Linked DNA regions of Mus musculus: region 2 is linked to region 1. Evidence: chromatin contacts called from public HiChIP or PLAC-seq data. All regions are on one chromosome and are shown on one strand. Each heading gives the region's core, a stretch centred on a gene start, on an enhancer-like site or on the middle of the called end of the contact. The rest is flanking DNA. Distances are from core to core; before and after follow the strand shown. Region 1 holds the start of Zfp938 (zinc finger protein 938). Region 2 holds the start of Hcfc2 (host cell factor C2).

The links. HiChIP or PLAC-seq counts read pairs in DNA pulled down with a chosen protein or histone mark.
Region 2: an HNF4G HiChIP or PLAC-seq map of pancreatic cancer cells shows a contact between it and region 1. The contact joins the promoter of Hcfc2 here to the promoter of Zfp938 in region 1. A contact is called at or near these places in 2 of 39 promoter capture datasets (embryonic stem cells and stem cell-derived epiblast-like cells), 2 of 115 datasets of contacts at active chromatin or transcription factors (embryonic stem cells and pancreatic cancer cells) and 1 of 9 other capture datasets (embryonic stem cells).

What each region holds. Positions count from the first base shown.
Region 1 is chr10:82,239,941-82,243,111 of GRCm38.p6, reverse strand. Zfp938 (zinc finger protein 938) reads left to right here and starts at 1,837. Exons shown (of 4, transcript NM_001105557.2): 1 at 1,837-1,941. The coding sequence starts at 1,939.
Region 2 is chr10:82,696,906-82,700,433 of GRCm38.p6, reverse strand. Hcfc2 (host cell factor C2) reads right to left here and starts at 1,320. Exons shown (of 14, transcript NM_001368720.1): 1 at 1,128-1,320. The coding sequence starts at 1,290.

The sequences.
Region 1 (3,171 bases), core at 588-3,087:
CCACTTTGTAGTCAAAGTTAGGAGAAAAGGTTTCATTGTAGGCTGGTTTGAAGTCTTACTTCTACCTGGACTGGACAGCAGTCAAAAGCACTAGTTGTTTTTTTCCCAAAGGATTAAGATTCAATTCCCAGAACATACATGGTGGCTATCAAATGCTTATACTTCCAGGGAATCCAACAAGCCTCTTCTAATCTCGAAGGACACTTCACAGATGTTGAGGACAGGTATAAACGTAGGAAAGCAGCCATATATGTACAATGATGTCTTAAAAAACACTTCCTTCTACCGCTTTCTGTTCCGAGATGTCAAAGGAACAGATCTAGATGCACAGCAGTGATGGAGAGAGGAGCAATGTAAACTTCACCTGCTAGGCAAGATATGTCCCTGAGTGGCTTACCTGAATAACCCTCAGGAAGTGGTGGCCTGCACTGAATTTTAAAAGTCCAGAATACGGAGGTTGTAAGACAGCATGATAATGATGCTTGGTGGTGAAATCCACCACCAAGAGTAAGGTCTGTCAGATGGAAGGCATGCAGGCAAGGGCCTTGTGGCCTGTACCATGCACACACACACACACACACACACACACACACACACACACCAGAGTAGGGGGTTTTTCATGTGTGGTTGTCATTTACCCAGAACCTGTGTGGTCATCCCAGTAGCATAAGCAAGTGTCATAGGTACAGAACAGCAATGTTGTGGACACATACATGACATCTAGCACCTTAGTCCCAATGGGAGTCACTGCCCAGATGTGTGATGACCAGCCTTCTAGGTCCCAGATCCTTATAGGTAAGAAGAGCACACAGTAAATAATTCCAGTCTCCAGTCTGGATTCTGTGTAAGCACAGCCTGAGCAGGCCTGAGGCAAAGTCTGTACAGAAAGACAGACCTTGACACATCCTGCAAAGGGTGTTACTGGACAGGTCCTCTTTTCATGATTCTTACTCCTTTCATCACAAATGTCTTTGCTTTCTGTCTTCCTTGATTTTCTTTTCTTTGCCAACTCAGAGTAGAGTTAGTTGCTTAATGTAAAAGAAATGCCTTGGAGATAATGTACAAATAATCTGCCTGAGCAGTACATCTTAACAAACTCGGTTAACATGAGCCATTGTGTTATGCAAGACATGCTAATCTCAAACTGTCTATATCTATCATCTGACCCTGGTCACCTCCTGTTTGGGAAGCCTAATTGTTTGCATTTGGTGCCATAAATCAAGTTTCTTGCATTTTATTTGTTTGCTTGTTTTGGTTTTTCCTGACTGTTCTGAAACTCACTCTGTAGACCAGACGTAAATGTTTTTATATCCAGCTTTCACCTCCCAAATGCTGACATGATAGGCCAGTGTCACCACAAAAGGCTGGGAAAGTTAATCTTTTGGCTACTAATGTGCAGTGGAGAGAAATGTGAGCAACATTACTGTAATTGCTAATGCCTGAATGGTGCGTATCAATTAGGTAGTTTAAGTTCGACTTGGACGGGCTGGGCGCCCATATAGCTGTGAAGCAGTGGGTTCACCCCCTGTACATTGTTTAATGGTCATTGCAAGCTAGAGACCCTCTCCTGTGCCTACTCGAAGGAAGAGTGTCTACTGAGTGTAGGAAAAATGTGGGGACAACTTTGCAGTTCAGGCTCAAGTTCTACTGCAGTGCCAAACTCCTCAGGTCTGGGGCAGTTCTGTGCCTGAGGTGGAAGCCAGGGCTGGAAACATCAGTGCAATCTGTCACTGTGGGAGCTGTTCCTGTCACTCAAGCCTCACTAGCCAATCAGGGACTCCAGATGGACCGAGCAGTTAGAATGGGGAGAGCACTTCCGGTCCGCCATACTGCAGTCTTGGCTGAGGCTCTGTGGAAGTCGGCTGTGATTCCGTGTGCTTTGATGTGATCTGTTGCCGGGAGCTGGGAGGAGAGTTGTGCGAGTTTGCAGCCTGCGCCATGGTGAGCTGGATCGCTGTCCAAATGCGGGGCGGATCCGCGGGGCCCCTGTGGTGTTTGTCCAGGGGCTGCGGGGAATCAGCGTCAGGTGTTTCTCTGTTTGTTCACTTGAGTTCCCTGCACCTCCCTGAATGACCTCCTTGAGTTCCACCCCCTGCTCCGACTATGGGGAGCTCGGAGCCCTTGTGGGAAAACATCCCTGATGCTGACGTCACCATGCAGTGAGCGCCTCACTTGCTTTTACCGTCTCCAGGAAAGGCAGATTTTCTGACAGGCAGAGCTCTAGTTTCTCTGTGCCCTCTAAAGTTCTGCACCAGGCACGTGACATTCGGGTGTAGCATCCATCGCAGTTAACTGTGCGCAGTGTAAGGTCTGTGTCATTAACACATTCGCATGTGGATGCCACGGTGGTCCAGTCACGTGTGTTAGTAAGGCCAGACTCACTGTGTTCCCCTGCCTAAGTTGTCAAAATTGACACAATTTTAATGGTGTGGGTTTTTTCCTTCTCATATTTTGTCGATCTTTCTATTCTTCCCCAGGAAGTTGTTTTTTATTAGATTGTTTGCTTGGTTTGGTTGGTTGCTTGTGTATGGGGGTTTTGTTTGTGTTTTGTTTTGTTTTGTTTTGAAGCAGGATTTCTCTGTGTAGACTAGGCTGGCCTGGAACTCACAGAAGTACAAATGTGCCTCTCCTTCCCAAGGGCTGGGATTAAAGGTGTGGGCCACCACTGCTTAGCTACAATATAGCCCTTATTGCAGTTGTATTTGACAATTGAAGTCAGAGAATGTCACTGTGTGTACTGTATATATTCAATCTTTTGTTAACCAATTTTCATTCATGAGTACTGAATACTGTTTCTCATCTGCTTTCTGTTGTTGATAGCTTAAATTGTTAGACTTTTCATTGGGTCTATGGATCCATAGCTTAAAATCCATATGATAGTGATATAAGAGCCAAGATGGCAGGAAACCACATAATTACTTTCTAGTCAAGGTTTAGCTCAGCTCCCTGCTAAGGCAAGTCCATCCCAGTATACCCCTGAGCCTTTTTCATGAGGAGCTTTTAAGCACAAAAAACCATGTTGACAACATGAGTAAGGTAGTACATGTAGAGACTATCCCATAACTTTGGACTTTGATGGACTAGGCCTTTGTGTTTTTTTGTTGGCAGATGGTACTGTCTCTGTGTTGAAGTTACAGCTTGAATGGTACTGTCATCATAGAGTCAGGGCCC
Region 2 (3,528 bases), core at 71-2,570, 460 kb before region 1:
TACAGAGCTAGTCTTAGGACAGCCAGGGCTACACAGAGAAACCTGTATTGAAAAAGGAAAAGAAAACCTGTTCTGCATCATTGTACTCTTAAAAAAAAATCCTGGTGTCACCCCCCATTAAAGAAGTGGAAAACCTGTGATTTAGAAAGACGTGGTAACTTTAATGCTGATTTAGAACAATTGCCAAAGCAAGATTCAAAACAGACCCAATTTCTTCTAAGCCCAGGGTATTTACACTATACCAAATCAAACATCTTCAAAACTTTTTCTGTTGGAGTACTGAGGAGAGTCAAAACTAACAAAATTTCTCCTACCGTTTTTAGCTTTTAGAGGACTACTGTGATCAAGTTGTTTCATCAAAGTTGTAGGTTGTGAACTAAAACGACACCAAATTCAGTATCTAGCCTTAACTAGTTTCCTATGATTGCTAGACTACTTGTAAGTGGAGAAAATATACTTTCAACCAGCACGGAGGTCAAGACCTGCCCCCTTAACAAGTGACACTTCGAGCTGTGCAGCGGTGCCTTAGCTATGACAGCCCCTTGGCGAGGACCAGCCCGGAAGGGCAGAGCACATACACTACAGACATCGGCTAATCAGAGACCAGTCCGCGTTCACCCACAACTCTCTCCGCCGCGAGTTTAGAGAACTGTCTTGCGGGCTTCCGCCCGGTACTAACTGTACCTACGCTGAAGAGGCAGCCAGGAGAACCTCCCCGCCCCTCAACTCTCTAGGTTCTAAGAAGGGGGCTGGGGGAAGGCAAAGACCACCGAGGCCCGCCTTGGGGTGGGTTTTGTTCTTGACACTGGCGGGATCTCCACCCCTTAAGTGACCGGCCCTAGGGTGGAGGCCCAGCCGTGGAACCCGCCGTCTCGGGTCCACGGGGAGGGATGGGCCGGGGTGTCTCGATGTCTACCGGTGGAGTCACGTCCAGCCCGCGGAACCGCGAGCACCGAGCCGCCTTCCAACACGTTGCGAGCTCGGGCTGCCGACCCAGCCGATCTTCCCCCGCCGCCTGCCCGGCTGGGGTAGCGGCGACCCGGCGGTGACAGCTGTCAGGCCCGCGTCCGCCGCTCCTCCCCTCCCCCTCCGCGGTCCCGAGGCGGGGTCGCCGAGCCGCCGCCTACCGGTATTGTAGACGTGCAGCTCGTCCGCGATGCCCTCGTTGCCCCCGCCGAAGATGATCATCAGCTCCCGGATGGCCACGGCTCGGTGTCCGTGCCGGGCGCGAGGCACCGGTCCGGTAAAGGAGGAAACCCGCCTCCAGTTGAGGAGGCTGGGAGCCGCCATCTTCCCAACCCCCGCCCCTCGGCCCACAATGCCCCGCGCGCCACGGGCTCCACGGCTCGTGGGGAGGACGAGCGCCGCCTCCAGCTGTGCGCGGGAGGCCCGGCACGTGACCCGCGGGCCCCGCCCCCCCAGCCCGTGGCGACGTGGCCCTCGGGGCTCCGCCAAGATGGAGCCCCTCCCGCCAACCCTGCCAACCCTCCTCTCTGTGGCTTTCAGTGGGGTGTTCGGGGAGGAGGTTACAGCTTTGTCCTTTAGGTCCACTTGGAGCATCTTCTGTGTAGGAGCGTCACGCCCTGGAAACTGTTATCACAGGCACTGGAGAAGAGCTGCCTGCCGTGTAGGTCCCAAGTGATGAGAGCACAGGGAGCGCCTAAGGCAAATCTGTCATCTCAAAGGAGGGTCTCCCAGACTGCAGGACAAGGACAGTGGACACGGTGGCTAAGTGCAGGGCCTGAGCACGGCTCAGATTTGGAGGTGACAAGCCTACACAGCAAAAGATAACCCCAAAGGTGATTTTCGGTTCATTTAGGTGTATTAGTTGTCTTGTTGCTGTGAAAAAATCCCCTGACAAAAACCTTTGAAGGACAGAAGGGTTTGTTTCCCCTCACTGAGAAGCCCATCATAATGAAGAGGCTTGGCTGGAAGTGGCTGGTGGAATTTCATCTGCAGAGAGCCACGGATGCTGGAACCGGGCTGCCTTATTATTTAGTCCAGGATGGCATCCCAGTTTATTTCTACCTTAATTTATTTCAACCTTACATCTATTCCCACCTTAATTAATCTGATCTAGATAACCTCATAGGCCTGCCCACGGGCTTGTCTCCTAAGTAAGTTTAGATAGTATCAAATCAGCAATATCGACCATCACAGCAGGTCATTATTTTCATGCGGAGGCTTCTTTTTATAGTGTTGTTAATATTCTTAGACAAAAAGACTAAGGGGGAAACCCTTAAAAGTTGCAAACTCAGTGTTAATTTGGAAAGAGTCTATTTTGTAGGCCTGCTATATCAAAGTGCCACAAGCCTTGTGCCTTGAAAGAGTTGAATGGCACTCAGGAGTAAGAGTTTGAGGCCAGCCTGGCCTACATGGTGAATAAACAGCCAGGGCTAAATGGAGAGACCCTGTATCAAAAAAACAAAAACAAAAACAAAAACAAAAACAAAACTGGGTTTGATTTCCAGCACCTACATAGCTGCTTACAATGGTCTGGAACCCTCTGTTCTGGGGGATCTACACCCTCTTCTGGCCACCACAGGTACCAGGTGGGTCTGTAGTTCATAGACATACCTGCTGGCAACGCACCTGTACTCATCAAAGAAAATCTTAAAAAAGAATAAACACATTAGAATTGTCTCACAGTTGGAGAGAAAGTCTGAACAGAACACCAATGTAGGTAACACGTGAAGGAAAGGTTGGACAGGGTAGAGAAGGAGGGTGAGCTGTACCCCTAAGAAACCAGCATTTAAAAGGTTATAACAGAAGGCAAAAGGGAACTGGGGACTTGTTCTATGGGTTTGGCTTTGAAAACCACTTCCACCTTTATGAACCTCCCTTTGCCTGTGGCTTCTTCTAAATATCAGTCCTCGCCAAGTTCCCTTTTGACCTCTTAGCTATTAGTGTTCCATTTCCTTTAGAAGCCACACAGAGTTCATGTAGGAGGAGGAAGTGTTGGATTTGCAAATTAGGAGGTTGCTATTGGCCTAGAGTTAAACACTTTAAGTGGAGGAGGAGAGGCTAGAGAGAGCCAAAGAATGAGTGGGGGAGGAGATGCAGAGAGCATAGTCTATTGTTCTTTGGAGTTGTTGCCATGGAAGCAAGAACCTGTGCCATTCTCAGGCTACACCTCGCACATAGTTGTCATTCAGTAAAATAATTTCTATAATCTTTATATATTACTACTGCTTCCAATCCTATTCCTTAGCTACAGGGCATTGAAGAGCCAGTTGTAGAGCAAGACACCAGTGCCCAAGTGTGGCAGACCTCTGAGAGCTATGGGCAAGGTCTCGGTTGAGGACTCTGGGGAAGACTAGCGGATGAGCTCAATAACAGATGGTCTAATCAGGCACTGTTCTCAAGATGAGAGAGGCAGACGTCTATTTACAGATCAGAGGGCTCTGGCCATGGTTCTTAGCTAAAGCTGTAGCGGGGGCCATGGAGAAAAGCAAGGTGGGGCTCTAGGCCATGTGGGAATCTAACCGTGCTACCAGACCAGTGATTTAGACTCAAGAGCCAAGGAAG